3 separate regions of the Sus scrofa genome follow, and all the other regions are linked to region 2. Evidence: chromatin contacts called from public Hi-C data. All regions are on one chromosome and are shown on one strand. Each heading gives the region's core, a stretch centred on a gene start, on an enhancer-like site or on the middle of the called end of the contact. The rest is flanking DNA. Distances are from core to core; before and after follow the strand shown. Region 1 holds the start of FGD3 (FYVE, RhoGEF and PH domain-containing protein 3). Region 2 holds the start of CARD19 (caspase recruitment domain family member 19). Region 3 holds the start of FAM120A (constitutive coactivator of PPAR-gamma-like protein 1).

Region 1 (4,396 bases), core at 713-3,212, 180 kb after region 2:
CAAGTAAAATTATGCCAGTTTTTCCTCATACAAATCAAACCACTGAAAGGAATCAGGGCTCCTTGGAGAAATGGTTGATTCCAGGTCTGGGACAGAGAGTACAAGACAATACTGGAACAACTTTGCTAGAAAGTCAGAAAATGCTCAAAAATCATGGCATGTTGAAAGGACACAGAGCCAGCTGGACGAGCTCCTACTGGCCACATGTGCCATATTTGAACATTTAAGTGAATAAGGAGAGTAATGGATTGTAACTCATTAGGTAAAATAAGAACCCACAAATCCATACCACTAATGAATGAAATATCTTTCGACGAAGTGGAATAAGTACAGAAGGAATGATGAAAACAGAAAAAAAAGTATAATGGTAATTCATTTAGGCAAGAAATATCAATGGAAACTGGTAGAAAGTTTGAGGAACTCATACAACTCAATATCGAAAAAACAAACCACCGATTAAAAAAATAGGCTGGAGACCTGAATAGAAGGTCTCCAAGGAAGATATATGGATGGCTAACAGGCCCATTTAAAGGTGTTCAACATTGCTAGTTATCAAAAAAATGCAAATCAAAACCACAATGAGATATCACCTCACACATCTAGAATGGCCATCATCAAAAGGCCACAAATAACAAGTTGGTGAGGACATGGAGAAGAGAACCCTTGTACACTGTTGGTAGGAATGTTAAGTTGGTGCAGCCACTGTGGAAAACAGTATGAAGGTTCCTCAAAAAACTAAAAATTGAACCATCATATGATCCATTAATTCCACTCCTGGATATATATCCAAGGAAAATACTAATTTGAAAAGATACATGCACCCCAATATTCATAGCAGCATTATTTACAATAGCCAAGTTACAGAAACCTAAATGTCCATTAACAGATAATAAAGATTATGTGGTGTATATATATAAAATGGAATTTTGCCATTTGCAACAACATGGATGAACCTAGTGTATCATACTAAATAAGTCAGACAAATAGTATATGTTATCACTTTTAATAGTAGATAAAGAGATAAAGAGAACAAACTAGTAGTTATCAGTGAGGAGAGGGAAAGGCGAGAGGGGCAAAATAAGAGTAAGGGATTAAGAGGTACAAATTATAAAATACTTAAGCTAAAAGGATATATTGTACAGCATAGGGAATATAATCAATATTTTATAATAACTATAAATGGAGCACAATCTTTAAAAATAGTGAATCATTGTGTTGTACACCTTACTCATGTATCATAAATCAAGAATACCTCAATAAAAATTTCAAGAGCTTGAGGAGTGACGGGATAGTTGCAAAATCTAAACTGCCTTCTCATAGGATAGTAATAACAAAGGAATACCCTTGCCTCCTGACAGGATTCTGCGAATTTAGCACCCTGATGCTCCTGCCAAAGTGCATAACCTAATCTAACCATGGGGATGCATCGGTGTGTACACTTATGGCTTGCATGCCTCAGAAAGATCAAGGTCAAAGAGACAAAGAGGGAGAAAGTCTCCCAGCCTGAGCGAGAGTAAGGACTTAACTAGAACCCATGCTACAAGGGTAGGGCAGGGACGCGACGCTGGCTGGCCACGCGTCTCTGATTCGAGGCCACTGCAGTGACCTGGATAATCCTAGGGCGCATGGAAATGCCTAATTCTTAGAAAACAAGCAGGAGGCGTTTCGTACTTATTTGAGGCGAAGGTGGGCTCTACTGCTAGCGGTTTGACCATATCTTCCACTAAATACGTCCTGGGCTAGGCTGGCCTCGCCTGTCTGAGCCACCGGATTACTGTCCTCACAGCCACCCCGCCCGCGGTGCCCCCGCCGCGCCGGGCGTTCCACTCACGGCGGTTAGCACCGTGCCCGGCTCCACCCACCCACCGCTCAGCGCAGTCCACGGCCACCCCGGCCACCCAGCGCACCGCCGACCCTAGCCTCGTAAGTACCGCTGGGGGCACCGGAAAAATATCAGTTTCCGGCCTTGCGACGGCAGCTGCGCAGGCCAATCGCGGGCGAGGGCTGGCGGTCGTAGGGTACGACGGGTCTTGTAGTCGGTGGGCGAGCGGGACTACGTACCCCACATTGCCCCGCGCGGCGGCTGCGGAGGCGACAGCATGGGACGGGGCGGCCCGGGACAGGGCGCAGGCCAATCACGGGCGGGAGAAGACTGCGCGTGAAGCACGTCGGGTCTTGTAGTTCCCGCGGGCGGGACTGTGGTCCCCACAGTGCCCCGCGCGACAGCGAGCTTACTGCGGCTGCGTGGTGGTGGCGGCGGCGGCGGCAGCGGCGGTGGCCCGGGCGCCGTCGGGCTGGGTGGCGGCGGCGGCGGTTCCAGGGGCGGCGGGCGGGAGCCGGGCTTGAGCCTCGGAGGGAGTGGCACGACCCCGGCCGTGGCCACCATGTCCGCGTCGTCCGAAGAGGAGGAGTACGCGCGGCTCGTGATGGAGGCGCAGCCGGAGTGGCTGCGCGCAGAGGTGAAGCGGCTGTCGCACGAGCTGGCCGAAACCACGCGTGAGAAGATCCAGGCGGCCGAGTACGGGCTGGCAGTGCTTGAGGAGAAGCATCAGCTAAAACTACAGTTTGAGGAGCTTGAGGTGGACTATGAGGCTATCCGCAGCGAGATGGAGCAGCTCAAGGAGGTAAGGAAGGGCGGCCGCCGCCACGCCCTCCGCGCCCCCACCCCGGCCAATCCCCACACCCGACCCGGACTCCTCACCCCCGGGTCAGACAGACGTCAGCGCCGACCCCAGAGCTGTCCTCCGACCCAGGCCAAACTGACCTCGACCCCGGGACAGGCGGACCCCCGAACCGACCTCATATCCCAGGCCTTTCAGGCCAGCACTGGGGCGCCCTGGGTCGGAGGCTGCGCTGCTGTGGGGGGCGGGCCCCAGATGTGGTGGGCAGTGCGCGCTGTAGAAATTCTGGTCTCTGTGGCAAGGGCTGCTGTGGGGCCGTGTGGCCAGCCTGTCTACAGGCTCCTGATGCCAGGTCTTGGGCACGGTGGGGTGGCGTCCTTTGCGGTATTTGGCTTTCTGGGTGGGGGCATGGGATGGACACAGGTGACCGCCTGGGGAAGGACAGGCACATTACTTCTTTCATCTGGACTCAGCCGCCTTCAGCGGTCTCACAGTCTTCCGTGAACGCTGTGAGGCCATACCAGGGCCAAGTCGGGGGCTTGCTTTGCATGTGGCCACTGCCTGGACTACCCCACTGTCCCTCCCCGTGCTCAGCTCTCTCTGACCTCCCCACTAGTTACTTCTCTGGGATACAGTGCTTCCTTTGTCCACTTCCTGTCCTGGCTGCCTTCTCAGGCCCTTCCTTGCAATTGGGTGACAGGTCTGTGGATGCTTGTCATTGATAGAGCCTTGTGTCTCCTGTGCGATATACACTTGGGAGATCTGCAAGGTGGATCCCAAGGTGGCCAGAGAATCTTGCAGCCAGAGAGCTAGGCAGCCTTCCCACAAAGTAATTCTCATGGGTGATTTAAACATCCTTTTCTCTCCCAGTCCTCCCTGACTCCCCAGCCTTGTTGTGGAGGTGGGGAGGAAGAAGTTGCTTTCTGAGTGAAACACCTAGGTTTGGACCGAAACCTTTTCCCTTCCTGGAGGTGTGGCTGTGAGCAGGGGCCTTAGTGTCTTGCTCTGTAGCATCCCACCCAGAAGGGGTTGGTCTGAGGGATATTTGAAAAGTCCGGGCAAGGTGTCAGGCATCTAGCCTGTCAGTTTCTGTGAGAGCCTGCCCCTGCCCCACTTGACAATTCCCTTTTCCAGAGGGACCCTTGGCCCCTTGGCCTCAGGATCCACCATGCTTGCTGCTTCCCTAGCTGCCCACTTCCCAGCACCCCACTCCAGTGGCTCTAGGCAGGTGCCTGGACTGTTCTGAGCCTCCATGCTTCATGAGGGAGACCAGTTGGTCCCCTTCTGATAGCAGGGGAATTAATTCATGAAGGTATTTAAATCTATGCCTGTTCGAACAGGTGCCCGGTTAGTACCCGTAGAAGACTGATGTGGTATGGGAGTGGGGGTGAGGGAGCTCATGGACCCCAGGTCCTATATTGGTGCCTCCTCTGAGATCTTCAAGAGGGGCGACATTTGGCCTCTCCAGCAGGGGCCTCATCTTGGTGTGTGAAGTAGGGGAATGCGCCCAAGAAGGGGGGCTGAGGGGATCTTGAGACTATGGAGTGGGAGCACCCTAGGCTCACCCCCTCTGCAGCTCCTTGGTGAACCCAGCCCCCCCCCACCTCCACCCCCAGAGTGCATAGCAAGCCCCCACAGGCAGCATGCACAGTCCTCTTCTGTGTTCACAAGCTTGACTTGGTATCCCCTGTAAGAATAGACCAGAAGGGAAGATTGCACACAGAGCTAGCTACTCCTGCTTAGGAATCTTTCAGTTGTCAGCTCTTTACTGTTAC
Region 2 (3,811 bases), core at 1,085-3,584:
TCCTGCCCAGCTGGCACCACAACCGTGGACCCCCAACCTGTTAACTCTGGCTGGCACCCGGGGCCCTGTGCTGTGGGAGCTGGGTCCAGTAGCCCTCACTGTGCCTCCCAGGCCCCTGAGCCATCCCCTGCCCAGCAGCCCCCAACCTCACCATACTGTTCAGGATCTCATCTTTGAGAGAAGACTACCTGTCCCTGTGATTCCCACCTGGCTAATTCATGCTCACTGTCCTACTCCTGAGAGGCCTTCCTGAGTTCCCCTGGCCTCTGCCCCACCAAAGTCCAGATTTGGGGGCCTCAGCCTCCTTTCCTGAATTGAATATCCCAGAATCCCCTCCAGTCCCCATGCCGAAACTGGCCACAAGCAAGGAGTTGAGATGGCTCACTCCCCAGCATACCACAAGTCAGTGGCTGCTTCTGCAGCAACAGCAATTGCTGCAGTGACACTTGGCCAGTGCTGGCCCTGTGCAGACACATCAGGTCCCACAAACTCACTCTGCAACCCATCACTGAGGCCCCAGAACAAACTTGGGGCAGGCCCCTGTCGATGCATGGAGGCAGTGAACCAAGAACTTGGGGCCTGCAGCCTTGAAGACCTGCCCATTTAACCCTCTCTGGTCCCAGTTCCCACCCTGAAAATAAATGGCTCTATGGGGAGGGGTCTCTAGAGGGCCAGGACACAGAGATGGCAGGGAGAAGTGGAACTGGTGGGTCCGGCTCTGCCACTGACTGCCCCAGTGATCCTGGGGCTTGGCACCTGCCCCGTCTGAGCCTTGGTTTCCTCAGCCACACAACAGAGATGCTATTCCACATTACCCCATATAGCAGTTCTGAACAGAAAGGCCCAGGTGCACAGGAGGTACAACAGACCCCTGAACAAGGTGAAGGTGGGGGCATAGACCCCTGAGCATGGAATATCCATACATAACTTTACAGTCGGCCCTGTGGATCCAAGATTCTATATCCTTGGATTCAACTAACCTCATATCACGTAGTAGTATAACATATTTATCAAAAAAAAAAAAAAGTCCACATACAAATGGATCCTCACAGTTGAAATTCCAGTTGTTCAAGGGTCAACTGTACTTAGAAACAGCAGCCACAGATAAAAAGGGTTCAGGGAGATGAGAACAGAGTGCATAACTGCTAGGGTCCCTTCTGGCTTCGGCTGGGACACTGATGTCCTGGAAATCACCAGGTTCCTGCCCAAGAAATCCTATTTGTGTGCAGGACTTGGGCTGGGTCTCCAGTGAGTGTTGGGGAGAGAACAGGGACTTCTGGGAACTCCCTGACCCCCTGGGCTACCCCTAGGTGACTTCTGCCTCATGAAGCAGAATAGTGGGGCCCTTGAAATGAAGTATCGCTTCTGGGAGCCACCACATTCCCTGACCACACTGTCATGGGCTCTGTCACCAGCCTGTCATTTTCATGGAGCTTCTCCTACAGGAGAAGGTCTACAGAAAAGGGCCACCCTGTTCAGTTAGGGTCAGGAAGGCAGTGGGCAGGTCCAGAGAGGTCCTGGGTGGGGTAGAGTGGATTGAGGGTAGGGGTGGGGGGTGTAGGTTGCTGGGCTGGAGACCCTGTCCTGGAAAAAGATGCTGGAGGGCCTTAAACAATCCAGTATGGAGCGCAAAGCGTGTGCACAATTCTCCTGGGCCTGTCCCCACTGGGCAAGGGGTGCAGAATGGGAGGTACCAGAGATTCCCCTGACTACCAACCACTGCCCAGGAATGAACCACCTGACGCCATTCTCAGTCTATTATCTCCTGATAGGAGCACATAGTAGAACCCAGAACCTAAAAGAGTATTCCTCGCACACCTTTGACTTTAACCTCCCACTGTCAGGCCACATCCCCAGCCCAGAATCTCCTGACCCACAGACATGCACTGATCCCTGCCTTCCCGACACCACCCAAGACCTGGCCCCCACTCACTAGAACCTTCCACGGCATGCCCTGGCCTCACCCCTCAGAACCATCCCAGGCCCAGCCTCTGTCGCCCAGAACCCTCCAGAGCCTGGCCTGGCCTCGTCCCCCAAGAAACTGGCCCCAGGCTGCACGCCGCTTTGCCGCGGTCCCGCCGTCACGGGCAAGGTCACTCCCGTCGCAGCGAGGGGCCTCCCCTGGGGTGGTATCGGGACACCGGACCCTACGGGCCACCGTGGCCGCGCGCCTGTCCCTGTCAGGCACGACCCCGGACAGCGCTCACCTGTCATGGCGGCGGCACAGCGTGCACCCAGCCGGCCCGTCCCCCTGCCGCCGTCTGTCTGTCTGGTTGTCCGGTCCGCTGCCCGTCAGCCCCGGTGACCGCCGCCCGCCCTGGCCCGCTCTTTCCCGGCGGGCCCCGCCCCCAGCATCATCGCGACTAAGTCCTAACCCTGCCCCTCACTTAGCCCGCCCTCTCCCGTTAGGCCCCGCCCACGGCGTCGGCGCCATCGCCGCCATCGCCGCCAGGGCTCTAAACGCCGCAGCTCCCTCCAGCCTGGTTTCCTAGCGCGTGGGAACAGACGCCGCTAGGAGCCCTTAGCCCCGCCCCGCACTGAGCCCGCCCCTCCCACTAGGCCCCGCCCACGGCGTCGGCGGCGTCGCCTCAAGGGTTCTAAACGCCGTACCTCCCCCGCAGCCCCGCTTCCTAAGGCGTGGTAATGGACGCCGCTAGGGGCCCTCGGCCCCGCCCCTCACCGAGCCAGCCCTTCCGGGCGGCCCTGACTTGGCTCTGTCACCGCTGGCGCTCTAAACCCACCCACACTGAGCCCACCCCCGCTGGCGCCACTACGCCTCTGCCACAGTCCTGCATCCCGCCCCTCTCTGAGCCCAGGAAGCCTTGGGCCTCATTCTTGCCAGGAAGAGATGCCCTCAGCTCCGCCCCTCACAGAGTTCCTCCCGCACCCCGCCTTTTCCCACGTGGTCCCGCCCCCAGTCTAGCCCCGCCCCTTTCGGCGCATGTCCTTTGCCGCTGCATCCTGAGCCCCGGCCCTCGCCGGATCCTCTGGGGCAACCTCGCGGGTCTCCTCCTCACTCCTCCCCGACCCCCCACCTTGGACCCGCTCTTGTTCCACCCTGTCTTGGTCTAGGGTGGGGGTAGCCAAGCTCCGGACCCCGCTAAGCGTTTCTGGACACGGTCTGCCATGCCATTGCCGCCACTCCTGGAATGAGGAAACTGGAGAATGGGTGCATTTGTCGGCTGGAAACCCCAAAATTCTTGGGCCGAGTCGTAGGAGGTCACCACACGGGCACCGTCCCTTCCTCAAACGCTGGGAGTGAACCTGGCCTGGCTTAACTGAGAGCCCAGCCCCGTCCTACCCCAGGCTACCTCAGACCTTGAGACAACGGGGTAGGAGGTCCGGGTAACCTGACTTGGCAGTGCGTTAGTGCAAGTCCAGGCCCTTCCTCTGCAAGCCGCGCACAGGCCACTTAGGGGCCTCCCGGACGGGGCCTGTTGTCCACTGGTGGAATGGCCTGACCCCCACCTCCATTATTTTGCATCTTTCATCCTGGATCATGGCTTTGCGGACAAAAAATGTTACCTATCATCCCAGTAAATAATGAAAGTTACCCGCCGTCAAGTCTTTAGCCACTACGCCACCACCACCACCCGAGGGGAATTTAAGATAGAGGAAAAACAAGTTACCGGCCCTGGATCATTAAGATGCATATCTAAGGAATACTTTTATTGAGGGAGATTCTAGCATCTTCGCAAATGTAGAAAAGCACATTAACTTGAGGTGTAATCTTTTGATGTTCAACTACTTTGGGTGTTTCGTTTTTTTCTTTTTTCAGCAAAAGCTCTTGTATTTCCTGGCTCCCCCTTCA
Region 3 (3,993 bases), core at 1,269-3,768, 230 kb before region 2:
TTGACAAATCCAACTAGGAACGATGAGGTTGCGGGTTTGATCCCTGGCATTGTTCAGTGGGTTGGGGATCCGGCGTTGCTGTGAGCTGTGGTGTAGGTTGCAGACGTGGCTTGGATCCCGCGTTGCTGTGGCTCTGGCATCGGCCGGCGGCTACAGCTCAGGTTAGATCCCTAGCCTGGGAACCTCCATATGCCGAGGGAGCAGCCCTAGGAAAGATTAAAAAAAAAAAAAAAAAAAAGAATTCAGCCATCCTTTCAACAGATACAGCGACCATGTATACACACTGAATCTAATCCTAAGTAATATTTCAGGTGTTCTTCTGAAAGCCACGTTACTAGACAGCTCGTAGTCTTTTCAATAGTAATTTCCATCTCTGGACAACTGTTAACCCTCTTAAGGTATCATCTGAAGGTGGACCACACCTGGGAATCAGTACTGTTTTACTTTCCAGGGAGCACAGGCTCCAGGGCAGAGCAGCGGCAGTCCCCGGCTCTCACCCGAACTTCCCCAGGGACGCAGGCTAGGTCTCTGCCACACTCACAGGCCAATCCACGCTCTCGCAGCAGCCTCAACCGGCAGACTTAGCAGCCCTGTCACCAATTGCAACAGGAGGCGGGTGGGACTTCCGCTATCACTTTAGGCTTAACCCCCACCATCTCAGCACAGGCAGAGCAGTCAGGAAGTTCGAATTTCACAAACTTTGGGATCAGGCACAGTTTCAAGCAGAAATAAAGGAAGGACAAACACATTGGAAGGCAGAGTGGCAGCAGTCAGAAAACCAAAACAGCCCCCCCCAAAATTTTTAAAAGAACCACTGTGGAAAAGGAAGCAATCGAAACTCAAGTCAAGGGTCATTGATTTGCATGTAATCTCTGCCATCACTGCTGGGTCCTGAAGCACTCCTTGGCCTGAGTTCAGGGAGGAGCCTTCTGCCAAATGGACAGCAGAGTGCTGGACAGTCGAAGCTCTGATTACCTGAGTGCACAGCCCAAAGTGGCAGACTCTTCACTGTGCAGAGAAATAAATCCTGGAAACTCTGATTCACATTCTCTTCGCCCTGACTTTTAAGCTACTCGTTTCACATCACATACACAGAACCAAAGACTTTTTCACGCAGACTCTCAGTACAGAACTAACAGAATTCCATGTCAAACTTTATGGCTCTTTGAAATCTAATGCACACAAAAACCAATTTCTCGAAAAACTACCATCTTACAGGGAACCTGGACCCAGGCCTGAGTTCTCAAGAAGAGACCAATTCCTCAGGCCTTGCCCAGGTCACTGCCCCCAGCTGAGCCGGAGTGACCGCAGTAGGCAGAACTTCAATCCACCCTCAATGGATGGAGACCCCTTCCTGTTGCCAGCCAGCCCACCTGCTCCCACAAAAAAACCTGTTGCTGTTCAAGTCTTGCGAAATTCGAAAACGAATGTCTCATGAAAGTTGACGTTAGGAGCTTTAAAGAGTGGAGGAATACGCGGGATCTCAGCAAGGGCGGCACTGTGCCCTCCGAGCTTGCAGCTACCGCCTGGGGCAACCCAGGCCCCCAGATCCCGGGCACTCGCAGCCGCCGGCCGGACTCCAGGCCGCGCGTCCATTTTGCAGCAGGTCCGTCAGACAGACCAGGAGGGGAGAGGAACCTGCGGTCCCCGGGGCCCAGACCCCCACCGGGGCCCCGGCCCCAGCCCGGCTCCAACTTCAGCTCCTGGCCCGCAGAGACCCCAGATCCCAACCCCGGCCCAAACGCAGATTCCAGACTCGGACTCGGCCCCGGGCTCCAGACTCAGACCCAGGCCCGGACCCCAGACCACCCGCCCACTCCAGACTCCAGTCCAACTCTGACCGCGGACTCCAGATCCCGGCCCACCCTGACCCTGAATTGAAGCGACCCCGGCCGGCCCGGGCTTCCAACCCTGCCCCTGGCCGGCCCGTCGGCCCCTACCGACCCCGGCCAGCCCGCCCGCCCTCTCAGCGGGCCGCACCTTGACGTGGAAGCGGATGAGCGCCAGGCGGATGCAGTGCGCCATGCAGACGGGTGGCAGGAACCAGACCTTGGGCGGCGGGGTGCCCTTGTTCTGGACATGGCTGACGATCTGCTGCGCCGTCTGGCGCTCGTTGCCCTGCCGCTTGACCCATTCGTGCAGCCGCGCCTTCTCGAGCGCGCCGTTGAAGAAGACGAAGAGCTCGATGTTGCCGCCGAAGCAGGCCTTGGCTAGCGCGGCCAGGTAGCCGAGCATGTGGTTCCACTGGCCGCCGCTCACCCAGTCGGTGTAGAAGCCGCCGTAGAGGCGGTGCAGGCAGTTGTCGGCGTCCACCAGCAGGCGCAGCGGCGTGTGCGGGGGCCGCTGCCGCCCGCCGCCCACCAGGCTGCCCCGGGCCAGCTTCTGCAGCTCCACCGGCACCACGGCGCTCGGGCAGTGCTTCTCGATGTAGTCCTGGAAGCCCTGCACGCCCATGGCGGCGGCGGCGGCGGGCGCGGGGCGGCGGGGCGGCGGGGCCGGGGGCGGCGGGGCCGTGGCGCGAGCCGGGGCCGGGGCCGGGGGCGGGCTCTAGGGGGGGCCGGGCCGGGCCGCGGGCGCGCTCATGGCCGCTGCGGCCGCCATGTGCTGCCGCCTCCCAGGGCCATGGCGGGGAGGGACCTGCGCCGTGCGCCGCTCCAGGCCCAGGCCAGGCGGAGGCGGCCTCGCGCGGGCGGCGGCGGCGGCAGCGGCGGGGCGGGGCGGGGCGGGGCGGCGACGGCTGACGTCCGCGGGCCGGCGGAAGAGGCGGTGCCGCGGGGCGGGGCGGGCAGCCGGAGCCTGAGACCCCTACCCACACGATCCCCGGCCCGCGGGAGGGGCGCCCGGCCCAGGCGGTGCGCGGGGTCTGCGCGAGCTTCCGGGAGGCCTCGGGGCGGCGGCCTCACCTCCTCCGCTTTATGACCCCTAGAGCTGTCACCGGGGAAGCCTCCTCGCATCCCTGGGGTACGGTCACCCCAGACGGTCTTGTCCGCGGAAGCCAGTCGGACAATCCCTTTCCCGGCCCCGCTGCGAACCGCTCACCCCGAGGAGGCCACGTTGTGTCCTCGGGATCCGATCACCCTGAAGAGTTCTCATCCTGAAAGCTGGTCGCCTCGAGGAGGAGGCCCGGCCCGTCGCCGATGGCCATAAGAAAGCCCCATTGTCATCCCCTGCGCCGGTCATTCCAAGGAGGCCCTCTCGCGCCCCCGTGGACTGGTCACCCAGAGAAGGCCCCTTCCCGTCTCCAGGAGTCAGTCACCTGAGGAATCCGCGTCCATCCCCAGGAGCTGGTCACCCCGAGGAGACCTCAGCCTGACCTTGGGGTATCATCCCCTCAAGGAAGCCACATCCAGTCCCTTGAGAGACGGTCACCAGAGGAGGTCTCATCCCTGGGGTGTGGCCACCCCAAGAGTCTCGTCCTGGTCCCAGGGGCAGTCACCCAAAGGTGGGACCGGTGCCCTGGCGGAGGTGGCTGCAGACTGAAGAGTAGGCAGGCAGTAGACGTCGGGGTGCATCTGGGAGGGAGGATGGTGAGCAGAAGCCATTTGTCCCAAATGGAGAAAGGAACTAGACTGTGTGCTGGGTGTAGTCACCAAGTTTTAGAAATGATCTCCTGCTCTCTCAGCTTTAATCGCATTGGTATCTTTAATTAACTTAGAAAATAACTCTCCAGACTTGCAGTTGTTCATAAGGAGTGGAGTCCTAATTCTGAGAAAGTTAGAAAGGTGGCAGATTGACCCCACGACTCGCTGGGATTACTGCTTTTCTGGGAGAAATAGGGCTGCGTTGTAAGCGGAGACCCTCACTGGAGCTCCCTTTTAGGGAGTAGATAGAGTTCCTTAACAGGTAGTTCTGACTCTGACCCCCTCAAAGTGGTTTCACTACCTGAGGCTCCCCTTTATCATTTTCCCACCAGTGACAGGTTTCATGGACCAGACCCTGAAATAGCAGACACTCTATAATGTAGTAGACCAGTGGCCTTAGTGTCAGATAATC

The links. A called contact is a pair of places that touch in the nucleus more often than the background predicts.
Region 1: a contact with region 2 is called in a Hi-C map of liver, with 2.5 times the contacts expected there. The contact joins the promoter of FGD3 here to the promoter of CARD19 in region 2. A contact is called at or near these places in 2 of 5 promoter capture datasets (fetal liver and liver) and 2 of 47 Hi-C or Micro-C datasets (both in liver).
Region 3: a contact with region 2 is called in a Hi-C map of liver, with 6 times the contacts expected there. The contact joins the promoter of FAM120A here to the promoter of CARD19 in region 2. A contact is called at or near these places in 1 of 5 promoter capture datasets (liver), 2 of 47 Hi-C or Micro-C datasets (both in liver) and 1 of 2 datasets of contacts at active chromatin or transcription factors (alveolar macrophages).

Annotation. Positions count from the first base shown.
Region 1 is chr3:42,454,638-42,459,033 of Sscrofa11.1, reverse strand. FGD3 (FYVE, RhoGEF and PH domain-containing protein 3) reads right to left here and starts at 1,962. Exons shown (of 21, transcript XM_021088137.1): 1 at 1-1,962. BICD2 (protein bicaudal D homolog 2) reads left to right here and starts at 2,213. Exons shown (of 7, transcript XM_021088132.1): 1 at 2,213-2,624. The coding sequence starts at 2,385.
Region 2 is chr3:42,632,039-42,635,849 of Sscrofa11.1, reverse strand. It overlaps CARD19 (caspase recruitment domain family member 19), which reads right to left and starts at 2,334. Exons shown (of 6, transcript NM_001244277.1): 1 at 2,208-2,334. The coding sequence starts at 2,214.
Region 3 is chr3:42,860,119-42,864,111 of Sscrofa11.1, reverse strand. It overlaps FAM120A (constitutive coactivator of PPAR-gamma-like protein 1), which reads right to left and starts at 2,518. Exons shown (of 19, transcript XM_021088177.1): 1 at 1,981-2,518. The coding sequence starts at 2,454. It overlaps LOC102158199 (a long non-coding RNA gene), which reads left to right and starts at 2,751. Exons shown (of 2, transcript XR_302257.2): 1 at 2,751-3,442.